Regions from separate parts of the Mus musculus genome. Here regions 2 and 3 are each linked to region 1. A link is a contact called in public HiChIP or PLAC-seq data. All regions are on one chromosome and are shown on one strand. The core of a region is the stretch at or near the end of the contact, and the rest is flanking DNA. Distances in the headings are between cores, read along the strand shown. Region 1 has its middle 97 kb from the start of 2310003N18Rik. Region 2 overlaps Bco2 (beta-carotene oxygenase 2). Region 3 has its middle 10 kb from the start of Gm25633.

The links. HiChIP or PLAC-seq counts read pairs in DNA pulled down with a chosen protein or histone mark.
Region 2: a contact with region 1 is called in a FOXA1 HiChIP or PLAC-seq map of pancreatic cancer cells. The contact joins two enhancer-like sites. A contact is called at or near these places in 1 of 39 promoter capture datasets (the HPC-7 cell line), 1 of 115 datasets of contacts at active chromatin or transcription factors (pancreatic cancer cells) and 1 of 9 other capture datasets (embryonic stem cells).
Region 3: a contact with region 1 is called in a FOXA1 HiChIP or PLAC-seq map of pancreatic cancer cells. The contact joins two enhancer-like sites. A contact is called at or near these places in 10 of 39 promoter capture datasets (the 3T3-L1 cell line, 3T3-L1-derived adipocytes, cranial neural crest and 5 more), 2 of 484 Hi-C or Micro-C datasets (3T3-L1-derived adipocytes and cortical neurons) and 2 of 115 datasets of contacts at active chromatin or transcription factors (embryonic stem cells and pancreatic cancer cells).

What each region holds. Positions count from the first base shown.
Region 1 is chr9:50,133,380-50,138,313 of GRCm38.p6, forward strand. No RefSeq gene overlaps it. Among named protein-coding and RNA genes, the nearest start is that of 2310003N18Rik, 97 kb to the right of the region's middle. Within about 2 kb of position 1,917, at least 8 of the 459 cell types and tissues checked have an H3K27ac peak or open chromatin away from gene starts, as enhancers often do. A contact at or near this core is called in pancreatic cancer cells, where this site is marked.
Region 2 is chr9:50,531,353-50,536,286 of GRCm38.p6, forward strand. Bco2 (beta-carotene oxygenase 2) reads right to left here. Exons shown (of 12, transcript NM_133217.3): 9 at 4,879-4,934; 10 at 4,126-4,308; 11 at 3,258-3,368; 12 at 1,735-2,167. The coding sequence ends at 2,054. Among named protein-coding and RNA genes, the nearest start is that of Pts, 5.2 kb to the left of the region's middle. Within about 2 kb of position 2,534, at least 102 of the 459 cell types and tissues checked have an H3K27ac peak or open chromatin away from gene starts, as enhancers often do. A contact at or near this core is called in pancreatic cancer cells, where this site is marked.
Region 3 is chr9:49,813,554-49,818,487 of GRCm38.p6, forward strand. No RefSeq gene overlaps it. Among named protein-coding and RNA genes, the nearest start is that of Gm25633, 10 kb to the right of the region's middle. Within about 2 kb of position 2,883, at least 40 of the 459 cell types and tissues checked have an H3K27ac peak or open chromatin away from gene starts, as enhancers often do. A contact at or near this core is called in pancreatic cancer cells, where this site is marked.

The sequences.
Region 1 (4,934 bases), core at 667-3,166:
AACAAGATGTTAAGAGGGCTCATCCTGCTGGCATATGCCTCTAATACCAGCACTTGAGAGTCTGAGGAAGGAAAATTACAAGTTCAAAGTCACCCTAGGCTATAAAGTGAGTTCCAGGAAAGTATGGACTAGGTACTGAGAGACCTTGTCTGAAAAAACAAAAATACCAGGTATGACCAGGATTGGTTTCTCCAGAAGATTATGAACTAATGTATTGTCTTAAGCTTCTGGTATTTCATGGACAGTCACTTAATGTCTCTTGGCTTATAGAAGCACTGGTTTTGCCATAGGGATCCTCTCTATGTGCATGTGGATGCCAGGAGTTACATTTTTTCTTCTATTTGTAAGATCATCAGTCATGTGGGATGGGAACTCACTCTTCCAGAGCAAGACCATCTTAATTGCATCAGCAACAATTCTATTTCCAAATAAGGACATATTTCTGGGGTAACAGAACTTGGGGCTTCAAAATATGAATTTTATGTGGGATATAATTGAACACCTACCTATCTTTGGTAGAAACATTACATGCCAAGATAAGCCATTCTATTCCACAAAAACCTTCTCTGCCAACAGCTTAACTTATCCTGCCAATCCCAAGGGTCAGTTTCGGTGGCTACTTCACCTGTGTCACTCATCTATCCAACTGGAAGCTCCTTTGATGATAGCATGTTTGGCATGTTTCCTCTGAGCCTGCCAGGGGCAAGGACAGCACCCAGTGGAGGCATCAGTGGAGGCCACATTGGAGACATCAGCATCAGTTCTGTCTATACTGAAGTTTTGCAAGTTATTGAGACAGTGTCTCACACCAGGATTGCCTGAAGCCCATACTGTCCCACCTCAGCCTCCTGGGTGCAGACATTAGAGGAATCATGCCTGACCTGGTAGATATCTGTTTATTATCTTTGGCATCAACTTTGCTTTTCTATTAAAAGACCATTTTCCTCCATTATTGAGACGGTTGGTGCCTCTCTGCCCTTTTAGCTTAGAGACAAGTTCATTTGTCCTCACTGTCCAGGTCCTCTCACTATCATTTTAAAGGAAGAAAAACAAAATGCAGCTGGCTGCGTAAATTGTAGGGGCAACAGAATTCTGCTCATTGTAAAAAAAATTGCAAAATGACATCCAATCGTCCTGTTAGAACGGAGTGGCAGTAAACCTGAGTGAAACTGAGGTAAGTTCTGAGTTCCAGGAAAGCAAACATCATCTATCGCCCAATGCTAGGGGCAGCTCTGCTGCCTGGGAATGGCTCTCCCTCCCTCCACTCTACTCTCAGAGCTTTCAGAGCCCAGTACAAACAGCCCTGCGCCTCTGCCCCAGGCTCAGCTGCAGAAATCCACAGATGCTATGAGATCTTTGTTTGTTTCTTATTTCCAAAGAGCTGACCTCCCTCCGTGTGGGGATTGGGCATCTGAACCATACATCTCTGAATTGGTGGGCATTTCACTGAAAGTGTTTGAGAATTGCTACACTTTGAGAGAAGAGGAAAGTTCAACAGGGCTTCCTGCGAATCACAGCCTCTCTGCATTCACTGACTTTCTCTTTCTGCTTCGCCTCCTTCCCCATCTCATGTCTGTGTTCATTGCTCCCTTCAGCTAGATTGAGATGTGGCTCATAAGAAGGGACGTTCTTCCTGTTTCCCCAGAAGAGTCATCTCTGAGTCAAATATCCCATACCTTAACCCTGGGTCCAGGCAATAAATCAGCCAGACAGCTAGAGTGTGGAATCCTGACTCCATAGTATTGAACAGCCTTTCTTTGCCCCTGGAGCTATGCTATGGGAAGAGGGTATTTTTCTGTTTCACCAGTGTTGGGGGACTTTCTAGGCATTTGCCTGGTCACAAAATGTCTCAGAGATGTCACACAGCAACCTGGGAAACCGTCACAAGCTGGTGGCCAGGATGTGGCATTACTCAGCAATCAGGAGATGCAAAGGGCACTGCTTAAGACACGGCACTCTACTAATGTAGTACAACAACTTTACCTACTTTCCCAAAGCTACCAGCGCCATCAGCACTCCAAAGCTCCCACCAGGGTCTCATTCTGAGCCACTTTTGCAATAAATTTTCTCCCAAGGTCCTCTTCTTCCTAGAGGGCTCTCTAACTCTTATGCTGTGTGGGGACTAAAGGAATCCACAGAGCCCTGAGCCTTGAGTCAGAGAACTTGTTTTATCTTCTGCAAAAAAAAAGATCATTTCTTAAATGATAAATGCTGAGTATTTTTAATAATAGTGTTATGTGTGGCATCTGAAGAGAGGGCTCAGTGGTTAAGATACGTGCTTCTCTTCCAGAGAACTGAGTTCAGCTCCCAGCAGCCATTTATCAGATGGTTCATAAACATCTGTAACTGTGTTTTCCAGGAGAATCCTATGTGGCTGCCTGTACTCACACACACACACACACACACACACACACACAGAGAGAGAGAGAGAGAGAGAGAGAGAGAGAGAGAGAGAGAGATACACATATATACATACCTGAAAATAAAATTAATCTTAAAAAAAAAAAAAAAGCATGGAACCCTGCGTTAGAAAGCATTGTAGAAATCTGTCTGTACTATCCCACGTAGAAAGCCATCGATAATGTATCCAATATAAATGTATTATCCAAAGTAGAAAGCCCATGTTGTTACCTCATCCATTCGAAAAGGAACTGCTGCTATCTGTGTTCTCACCACTTCTGTGGTGAGAAGGTCGCTATCTCCCAAATAATGGAATAATGATTCATTAGCTTTCAAGAATTCTCCCCATGATCCAACTACCAGGAGATCAAGGTCCATGTGTACTTTGCAGCCTGGCACATAGCTGTCACTCAATAAATATTTGAGTAAGTGAACAGTTATGCGAATGATTGAATAAAATACCCTAATGACATTAGAGAAGAAATGCATACTTCTAAGTCTCGGGAGAAATAAACCGATGAGAAGACAAGAAAAACACTAGAAGTCTTGATTTCCTTAAAAATTCATGCAAAATTCATGCACTTTGCATCAAAATATATCTTTCTCATTTTATGGCAAAAAATATGATGCTTTGAATTACTTAGCAGAGTACAGTTTATGTACACTTGGTGGGTTTGGCCCAGGCATACCGCCAAGTGGCCCTGGCAATGCATGCAGCCTGGCATGGGAGCCTCATGCTGAACGATCTCCACCTTCGCATCCTGTTATCCAAATCCTTTCCCATCAGCATCCTGCCCTTTGCCTTGCTCTAGTCCAGCCAGATCTGCTTTCCACTCTCAGGCAAAGCCCCCAGGTGGCAACAAGAGGTAACCTTCCCCTTGTCATTCTTTTTTTCTTTTATAAAACACTGGGTGAGGCCATGAGTAATTGGTCTTTTCTGGAGAAGGATTGATAATCTGTCTTTCCTGGAGCTATTACCAGGCTGGCCTGCCAAATGGACAAGTGTTAAGAGGAGAAAATGGGGCAGTGGCCAGGGTAGGAAGAGCTCAAGATAATGGAGTTGAGAGCATCAGAGAGGTCCTCTCCTGGCAGTCGGACCATGAATCAAGGCAGGCAGAAAAGAACAGCAATTCATAGCCCTTGTGTGCATCCTCTGCAGATGCTCCAAATAGCTCCCTCAATTAAGGCTTGATCTGGGCTCCTTGGGACTTATGCTGGAGATGCCTTGCCTACCCCATGTGGTGTGGCAGCTATGAAAGTATCAACAGAGTCAAGCCTGTCAATCCATTGTTGAGCGAAGCTTAGTCTGGGCTCTGCAGGGCAACCAAGGAAGAACAACTCGACTTTTGCCATCACTGTCACCTAATAGCAGAAACAGCCTTATCTGTGGCTCTGAATAAGACTGGACTGGACTGGTCTTCATCAGAGTCACTCCTGTGCTCTCAGCCTCCTCAGGAAGATGGAGCTGCACCACTCCAGATGCACAGCACCCAGTGCTTGCAAAACCCCTTGACATTCATTATCCCCTTTAATCCTCCAATCATCTTGTGAATTTTATTTTAGAATTAGAGAGTTAAGTTAGAGATGTCTCCAAGGCCATAGAGCTAGGAAGTGATAAGGCTGCTTGCGATTCAAGCAGAATTTTCTGAGAGCCTTCATTCCTTTTGCCTTTCATCTTACTCCTGGACAATGGGGGAAAGAGGTAGTTTGACACAGCAGGAGGGAAACGGCTATGGGAATGGTCCTCAGAAGGGACACCGCTAGGCAAGATGACACCAGAGATAGACTTGAGCAGTAGGACAATAGTCTGGTGATCCAGATCCTGGGAGTCACTGAGAAGGAAGGAGAGCTGTCTGCTGGACCTGAGCCAAGTGCACTCAGAGTTTTCCTGAGGTGGAGTCTGCCAGGCATTACAATTTTCAGGTGTGCGTGATGGTCTAAGGACTTGGGTGGAAGTGGCATAGTTGAACTCGATGGAATTTGTTTTGGTTTGGTTTGGTTTGTTTGTTTGTTTGTTTGTTTGTTTGTTTGACTCTCCCTATACAGCCACATGGATTGGACCTTGGAACCTCAGGTGCCCAGCTCTGAGTTTCCCGCTAAGCCTGTGATCTAGGTTTACCACATACCTTCCATGTGTCCATTCTTTGTGCCTCTCCTTGTCTCTTGAGCCCTCCCTTCTGCTTCACATGATTGGTGATGCCCGTCCCCCAAATTTACTAACTCTGCCTCTGACATATCTGACTGACTGTCCCATTTGTCTCAAGAACAGATGGCCCATAAGAAGTACCGCTAGCCATTTTAAGATGCACTACTTTTTTTTTTTTTTTTAAACATTCTACATGGAATTCTTATTTCTCAGTGTTGATACCTCTTGCATGGCTTTTTGTCCCAAGCTCCTTAGTTCTCTTCTGGTTTGATTTTTCCAGGCCACTTGTCATGGATTTCTGTCCTCTCTATAACGATAAGGAAGAAGTTCATAATGACTTTCTCAAAGCAGAGAGTGAACATGTTGCGCCCATCTCTCAGACTACAGA
Region 2 (4,934 bases), core at 1,284-3,783, 400 kb after region 1:
GCCACCAAACACGATAGCACTGGCTTCTTGTCCCAAACTCCTTAGGGCCAATGGTAACAGATGGACTGTGTGTGGCCTGTTACAGACTTGGAGAGAGCAAGGTGCTGGTCTAGATTCTAAGATAGTAGTTCTCAACATATAGACCAAGACCTCTTTGGGGGGTCAAACAACCCTTTTACAAGAGTCACCTAAGACCATCAGAAAACAGGTTTACATTACAATTCGGAACAGTAGCAAAACAGCAGTTATGAAGTACAGCAAACATGATTGTGTGGTTGGGGTCACCCCAACATGAGGAACTGTGTTAAAGTGTCACAGCAACAGGAAGGCTGAGAACACTGCTCTAAGTCTACAACTGTCCTTGACCATTTGTATTTCTCTTCCCAGAGCCTCCGGTCACCTATGTAATAGAGGTAATGGCCTAATTTTAGTCTTCTTTTCTATATATTCCTTTCTCAAAACTTGTGTGTAGGAGGTGGGTAGCATGATTGCCACAGCACATGGATGGGGAGTCAATTATCTCCCTCCATCTTGATGTGGATTCCAGGGACCAACTTCATGTTATCGAGCTTGCACTGCAAGCTCCTTTTACCTGCTAAGCCATCTTGCTGACCCTTTCTATGTATTCTTTTAGCTAGAGATGAGAATATTAAATCAATGTTAGACTATCTTCAAGATATTCTCCAGCGATGGCAAGGTGGCTCTGTGGGTAAAGAAGCTCACTGCACAACCCTGATGACAGATGCCGCAACCAACCCTAACACTCCATTGTGGAGATGGGGAACTAGAGAATGGAGAACTGCCCAGAAGTTTCCAGGCAGAGGGAAAGAACCTACTGTAGAAAGTTGTCCTCTGGTCTCCTTAAGCACCCTTGTCTGCACATAGACACACATGCAGTAATAACAAATTATTTTAAAACCTTAAATTGGGCTGGCGAGATGGCTCAGCGGGTAAGAGCACTGTCTGCTCTTCCAAAGGTCCTGAGTTCAAATCCCAGCAACCACATGGTGGCTCACAACCATCCATAATGAGATCTGATGACCTCTTCTGGTGTGTCTGAAGACAGCTACAGTGTACTTATATATAAAATAATAAATAAATCTAAAAAAAAAAAACTTAAAGTATTTATTTATTTATTTAGGAGATGGGACCTCACTATGCATAACAACAGGCTGGCCTGGCCTTAAATTCATAGAGATCTGCCTACCTCTGCCTCAGGAGTGCTGGTTCAAAGGTGTGTGCCGCCATACCTGCAAAAACTTTAAATACTATACCAATACCTGTTTTATGGTTTCAAGAAAGAGGCCTAGGACAATATAGAGCCAGGGCTGAAGGGATCACTAAGCAGTTGAGAGGATGCACACCGCTCTTGCAGGGGACCTGAGTTTGATTCCCAGCACCTGTATTGGTCTCTAGGGGTGCGGTTACTTATGTGCTCACACAAACCACACACACACACAGTCACACACAAAATACGTAAATATTTTAAAATATATATAAAGGGGCTGGAGAAAGACTCAGGCTTGTTTCTCTTACAGAGGTCTTGGGTTCAGTTCCCAGCACTTACACAGGGGCTCACAACCATCTGTAACTCCAGGACATCTGATGCTCCATTCTGACCCCCTCAGGCACCAAACATACATGTGGCACACATACATATATGCAGGCAAAACATTCACACACATAACATAAAATAGATCTTCTAAATGGTATTAAAAATATACATGATCATAATTACCTCACAAGTTGTGTTTTAATAGAAATATAAAACCATACATGGGGAGATTATTAGTTATTTTACCACTGCTACAAAAAAAAAAAAAGTAGTGCCACAAGCTGGGAACAAGAATTTAAATATGATCCCGTGGTGGTCAGGATCTATCAGCACGTTGGGGGTCAGGGTCGATGAGCCCACGGGAGTCGGGTCTATGAGTCCTTAGGGGTCAGGGTCAGGTCCAAACTACAACAGCTTTTGAGTGAGATCCACCATTTTCTCTTTTCCTCAGAGTGTGCTCATCGAAGCCCGATCCTAGCCTTCCTTGCGCCTCTGCCGTCAGATAGGCACAAAGGTGCCATGGAACCCGTAAGGCATCTGCACGGGTACTTCCGCTCGCCCCAGCTCTGTGAAGCTCTTGGCATCCAAGACAAGGAGGAAGTTGCTTTCACTCTAGAAAAAGAACACAACACTGAAAGTTCCCTTTTCGTTTGAAAGTCCATCTCCACTGGCTGAGGGAGGAAGCATGTCTTCTTAATTACGTTCATATCTGTCCCTGGCACCTGCTGCAAAGCCTCACCTAGACACCCACAAATGTTTGCCCAGTCGCTGAACTAGACCAAAACACCATGACTAAAGAAGTTCACACCCTAAAGCAAAGAAATAAAACTGTGCCAATCCTCCTCATAAGACCGCTTTGAGTCTAACAATCTTTTTACTCAGCTCTTTCAAGTCTCATAAAATACATGGAAGTCCTTTTACCCAAATTAGAAATGCTTCTGTTTTGTGTTACTTAGAAGCTGGACAAAGTTCAGCTTTGTAAACCAGAATGAGATTTGTGCAGACCTATTTACTGGAGCGCTAAGTGCATGGAACAAGCCCTCTAGCAGACATTACTAATTGATCACAACATTAGCAGACATTACTAATTGATCACAACACTTTTTTTTTTTTTAACTAAACCATTAAAGGGCTCAGAACCCCACACCCAGGTGCCACTAGTATTTGATCAGAGCTGGTCTTGAGGTGGACACATTTGCTGTAAGATTGCCCGGACAAGTCAGTAAGTAGCATTATTGAGATACTAGCCAGGGCTTATGGTACTGGCCGTTTTTAGGTCAGTTCACTGAAATAAGAAACACAGATAGTAGTATGAACATCAGGCCAGAAGCCAGACATTAAACACTGGCTTTACCACTATGAGATTAGATGTGAGTCTCTTGCAACTTCTTAAAGTGACAAACTCCACATGTATCCCACAATTTTTAATAACTATCATAATATATATGTATGAGAGTACGTTGTCTATAAACACACTCCTATGAAGACACCACATTGCTATGATTTTACAAACAGGACTTTAAAATGTGATAAAGTATGGCTATGATTTTTAAAGTGGGGGATGTTACCCAGTAAAAAGGAGACGAGGATGGAGAAGATGCCATAAGGCATCATAATAAATGATGGGCTGCATCGCTACAGGTCACACTCGAATTGAGTTAGTGCTGCACTTCTATGACCAATGGCGGGGAAATAAACTTACCTGGTTGGGAGTGATCACCACAGAGAGTATAACCCCACTGTCTTCCTCATCTGCTCCTGGCACCGGAACAAAAACGGGCTCCGAGGGATAAAAGCCTTCTTCTCTCCAAACCTGAGAGTTCCCCCCGCCCCAACACACAAAAGACATCTGAGAAAAGGTGAGAGGCAAGTGGGAAACATTCTATTGCAATGAACTGCACTAACTGCAAAGCCTCACCTAGCCATAAATAAATAAAGTGGGCCATAATAGAATGTTCGCACAGCAAACACAAGCCCAGGCTTACCGCACTGAGTGCAGGTAGGAGAAACCTCTGCTGCCTGTAGATCACCATCTAAGTTTGTTACCCCACCAACCTGAGGTACAGGGGTCACTACAACCTTCACCCCATCATCTCTCCAAAACTGACATCAATTCTACCATTATTTCTCCAAGCTTTTGGTTTCCCTTTAGATTTCCCACAGGAAATCAACCCCTTGCTGAGATGATCTGTGGCTCTCAAATTTAGGAAAACAGCTGAGCTGCTGTAATATTGAAGAATTCAAAGAACAGGCTGCAGAGACGGCTCAGTTGTAAGAACACTGGGTGCTCTTCCAGAGGACCTGTGATTGATTCCCAGCACCCATATAGCAGCCCACGACTTCCTGTAACCCCAATTCAGGGGATCCAATGCCTTCTCCTGACTCCCACAGGATCCTGCACATGTGTGGTGCCCATAATACCCTCAGGCACACACACACATAAAATAAACAAATAGATATTAAATTTTTTGAAAAAAATAATACGTCTGAAGGACTTTAAACAAAGCAGAACTTAATTCAAAGGGCAAAACAATACTTAGGAAAAAAAATGAAAGAAGAGACTTTTTTACCCTTAGTGTCTTGTTCGTCACGTCAACCTTAATCAGAGAATCCCCCACCAAATGTCGAAAACCGCAGCCATAGAAGAAACTATACTTTTTGCCATTGAATCGGCCATAGTTGATCTGAGGGAATTCAATCCCCCCTTCCTCTTCCAGGTCTTCGTGGTGTAGATTTTCAGGAGAGCACCAGATCTAAAAGAAATCCCCCAAAGGGTATAGAATGGCTGCTAAATCCTCATTATTTTCTCTGAATTCTCTTTCATTTCTTTAGCGTACTGTGCTCTACTCTGTAAATTGTCACTGGATTTGAGAACTAAAGTTCTCCATCATTGTTCTTGTTGTTCCTCTTTCCATGGTGAGTGTCCATGTACCTATGTTGTCGAGTGTTGTGATTAAGATCCCAAATCGTATGGGAGGTGGAGAGTTTCCTTATTCTGCTAAAGCAAGGCATAGCTGCACAGTGCCATTCCCATGAGCAAAGCAGTGTCTCCAGAAGGTGGGGATGGTTGGGTCAATCTGAAAAACCTCATAACCACTGGCAAGCTCCATAGATCGGGCTCAAGACACAGAAAGCACAATCAGCCACAGGTGTCCATCCCACCCGGTTTCTGTGGCTCTTGTGCAAACAAGTTTCCAGGACCTCACCCAAGCTCGGCCAAATGTTATGAAACCTGCAGGGCACCAAAGCCTTTGGAGGGCAGCCAAAGAATAAGGTGATGTCACTAAACTCCAACCTCAGTCTGATATCTGCCGGGAGCCTACCTCTCCATCACCCTGTTTCACAGCGCTGGCTGAAGAATAGGACAGTGGGCTGAGGT
Region 3 (4,934 bases), core at 1,633-4,132, 320 kb before region 1:
GCATTTCCTAGATTGAAAAAAACATATCAACATCCCTACCTTCAAGGGAGTAGGGAGGTAGGAAAGCATTGTGTTCAGTAGGAAAATCAGGACTATTTAATGAACAACCATGCCTGCCATAGGTCCCAAAGTCTGTAGTCTTTCTCACTACTCTATACTCACAGCTAGGGGAGAGAGATTAAGAGTCTTCAAAGGGACCAGTGGCAGATGAACATAAATCTAGAGAGTTGGGAGCCATTACCCACGGAAGATCAAAATCAGGATGAAGATAAGTTATCTCTAAAATATACATGAGTGTCAGTGAAGAATGGATGGATCTTTGTGATGTGACTCAAGCTCACCGACAGATTTACAAGTATCGTAAGAGCATGAAATCTTGCAGAGTTTTAACACCCAGGACTTAGTTTGAAGACCTATTACGTAATAGCCCATCTCTGGCTAAAATGTGTATTATAGCAAGGCTTCTAAGTATATGGAAGAAAATAGCCTTCTCCTCCTGCCATGACTTTTGGTATAATGGGAACATTAGAGACTGAGGTTGATTTTAACATCTTTCGGAAAAGATACCTTAGCAATCAGCTAGAAACTTAAAAAAAACGATAACTATGCAGAAGAAAGCCAAACTTGGAGAACAGCACTGTCCCCCACACAGACAGCAGTAAGTCATCAGCTGAGTTGCTCTACCCTGAAAATTCTTGAAAGAATCTAGACTCACGACAACACCTCACCTTCCCTCATAAACGTTGAGTCATGGGTGATCCAAACAAGCTCGTTCCACACTGAAGGCAATTTCTCACATTGTTGTCTAGTGGATCACACTTAGTCACGGACAAGCCTAATTACCCCAAAGCAGTTACCAAACACCAGTGACAAGTTCTCTGAGGCCCTCCCCTCCACCCTCCACCTTGAAACACACACACACACACACACACACACACACACACACACATACACACACACACACACACATCACACACACATATTCTGACCTTCTCCGCCTAAGGAAGAATATTCTGCACTCTAAAACTGCCCATGAAGTATAGAGTCCAAGATTTCAAAATGATGCAACCACTTGGTAAAAGGGCCAATCACTTGGGTAAACATAGCCATGCCCTCTTCATCAATAACTGAGACTGGACTGTTTCCCAGGTCTGGTTTCTCCAAAATGCACAAAATGAAGAGGCTTGCTTGACTTCCAAAGGAAATGTCACCTGTTCAGCTGTTTACATGAGGCATGGGGTTGTCTGGCGGGAAATGGAATGCATTGTTTGAGCTCCCATCTATTTTAGTCATTCACATATCCCATTGCAATGCACGTATTTTAGTGTTATCTTACATTTCAGAAGGCTCAAAAGATGCATGTGTTATAAATAAACATGTGTGTTCTATATTCCAAATACAAACAAATACCAAAGACTTTTAATCTTTATTACATTTTATTAAGCTAAAATAATCAGGCTTTTTTTCCCCCTTAGATCTGAGCATGGCTTTTGGCCTTTGTGCAAGTGAATAATTGAAATGAATGCAAACACAATGTAATAGCAAGATGGTGTCCAAGAACTTCTCAGGACTGTGAGTGTGTATACGAAGTAGGTAGATAGATAGATAGATAGATAGATAGATAGATAGATAGATAGATAGATAGATAGATAATAGATAGAAAGATAAATAGTAGATAGATGATAAATGGTAGATAGATAATAGAAAGACAAATAGTAGATGATAGATGAATGATAGATGATAGATAGAAAGATAGATGATAGGTAGATAGATAGTAGATAGATAGATAATAGATAGAAAGATAAATAGTAGATAGATGATAAATGATAGATAGATAATAGATAGAAAGACAAATAGTAGATGATAAATGAATGATAGATGATAGAAAGATAGATGATAGATATATAGATAGTAGATAGATAGATAGATAGATAGTAGATAGAACTTTTTCTAGTTAAGTGTTTGCACTATTGGTAATTTATTAAATATTGTTCATTTTGGTTTTGTAAATTTATGTCTTCATATAGCTCAGGTATGCCTGCAATATCTTGCAATCCTGCAAGGTCTCGTGGGAGTTGAGATTCGTGGCGATGTTCTGCTGTTTGCTGCAGTTGAGTGTAGCCTATAGTGTTGAGCTGTGGATGAATTAACGGTCTGTGAAGAAAAACATCAGGTTCATTTACGATCACTTCTTTTTTAAGCTGAGGAGGAGGTTTGCACTGATCTTTTTTCATGTTTTTTCTTCTTCCTGTCACCCCTCCCACCTCAGAATGGAACAAGGACCCCGCACTGCCTGGGGTACTGGGTCTCAATACACTTTTCTGTGCTTCATTCTCTTCCCATCAAACTACCGCTAATTTCTCACTGTGTTCTGGCTTAGATTCTCCATTAAGGTCAAATTGTCCCCTCCTGCTCCTCCACACATGCCCTGCTCATTCATTCAGTTCCTGAAAAGGGCATTTATTGAATATTTGTTTTGTGGGCCAGGCTGGAAGGTAGAGCCTGAAGAGAAAATAGTGTGCAGTTTTTGTCTTCATGGAGCTTGGAGTCCAGGGTGTGAGGATGGAAAGACAGCCCATAATCAAATAATCACAGTAATGCACTGCATACCCAGGAGGGCCTAAGAAGGAAATCACTGTGCGTGTGTGTGTTTGGGGATGGAATGTGCATTGATGGAGAGGTCAAGGACAGAGTCTCAGAGGCCAGCTGGGCTGCTCATTGGGCATTTGCCAAGTGAACAAGTGGGGAGAGGGTATTTTGAGCAGAGGGAACATTCTGTACAAAGGAATGTTGTATCGGCTCATATTGCTAGTCTGTGGCTGCTAAACTCTGATTCATCCTCCTTTCAGACAAGCAACATAGTTCTTTAAGTCTAAGAGGAAACTTAGAGATGATTCAGCCCGTCCCCCTCACTTCACAGATGTGAAACCTGAGCTCTAATGTACTGAGCTATGATGGATCCAGCTTTGACCCATGGCCAATACCCCAGCAGGAATGTTCGAGCCATTCAACATATTGAGCACCAACCGGGGGGCGGGGGTAGATAGCATGAACGGTGCGCCAGCGAACTGCATCTAGACTGCTTTTCTTCCTGCGGGAATGTGTGTCTCTATGGACATAGCCAGAGATTAAAAGCAGTTCCGTGTCAGAGGATCTAAGTAGGTCTTGACACTCTGCCTGGTGACCTTGAAAAGGTTACCCTTGCTCACTGATCCTAAGTTTCCTGTTATGTGAGTCAGCATACTAATTGGACCTTCTTCATGGGTTTGTTATAAGGATTAAGTGTGATAACATTTGCAAGGCACGGGCACTCAATAAATCCCAGGGTTCGGTAATAAAGCTTTAATACGGTACAGGGAAGTTAAGAGATGGCGGAGCCCATAGTCAAATTAAAAAGAGTTGTATGACTAATTAATTAACATTTCAATTCCAAGGTCTTTACCTGATCAAAAATTAGCATATAATTCCTTGAGAATCCCAGTTCTTTCAACCCTGTGTCAGGCCAAATTTAAATGGAGAGTCTTTCCCCCCTAAGGTCCAGTAACCTCCCACACTCTAATGAATGCTAATTACTCTATTAGTATCATGCAATCTTTAAAACTGATAGGTCTGAATTGTGTCCTAGAAATCAAGTGTTCCAGAAGAAAAGGGAGCTTCCTGATCGTATGTGTTACACTCTCCAGCCATTTGTCTTGAGATTCGTGTCACTAGGATCTGTGGGAAACTGTGAGATCCCACTATCGTGGGACCCACTATGGTGTCCCACTATTTGAAGCAATGTGAAGGAAAAGATAGCTTCCATACTACTAAGAGGAACACGAATGAACAAAGAAGATGGGTGATAGCTGTGGTTTTAGGTAAAACAAAACAAAACAAAACAAAACAACAACCGCAACAAAAAACTTGAAAATATCATCCTTCAAGAGGGATGGGCTGTTCTCTAGGTAGCCAATGCTTCCCGGCATTGGTGGTTCCAGAAGATGTGAGATCCACTATCTTCATTCTGTAGATGAGACATTTGACACAGCTGGAAAGCAGACTGAGTCTGGTACTTCTTCTATACTATATACTATATACTATGTACTATGTACTATGTACTATGTACTATGTACTTTATACTATATACTATGTACTATGTACTTTATACCATATACTATGTACTATGAACTCTGTACTTTGTACTATATACTATATACTTTAAACTATACACTATATTATATACAATATATATATATTTATATTATACTAATCAGCCATCTAAATGTGCGTATTGGTCACCTACTATATATTCATTCTCAAGTCCCAGTGCTAGCTATCCAATAGTCAATAAAACCAAGATGTGTCTGTCTTAGATGTGACTGTGCTCTAGAGGACTGGCTGTCAAATCCTTCCCTGAGGTGAGTCAATATTGAAATCAGGGCAATAAAATTAGTCTTTCCCTTATGTGTGCTTCCAGGTCAGGAGAACATGAAGCTTCATTCATACAGAATGAATGTCACATTTCTCCTTATGAAAGTTAGGTAATAAATGTAGTTCTGAGTGCAATACATGGAATAAAAAAGAGCTGTGGATGCTGGGCAAGTATCCGCTGAAGCCACAGCTGTAATGCTCAAATCATCAAAACCCTTCAAGACAAAGTTACAGGGCATGACTTAGACATTTGCCTGGTTTTTATTGAATGTGCTCTGCAGGTCTAGCCCCCCCCCACCACCACCACCACCACCCCAACCTTTGACTCTGTGACTATCCCTGGTTTGAGTTTGGGTTTGAACAGCTGCCCAGCCCATCCACAGCAAATCAGTGTGGCGCTTGAGGAATAACTCATGGGCAGGCATTTAAGAGCTTGCACATCCTTCGTAGACTAGAAACAGAGAGAAGTAAGATTCCATAGCAACAACATGTCACTCTAAATCATGACTGCCATTTCATGAACA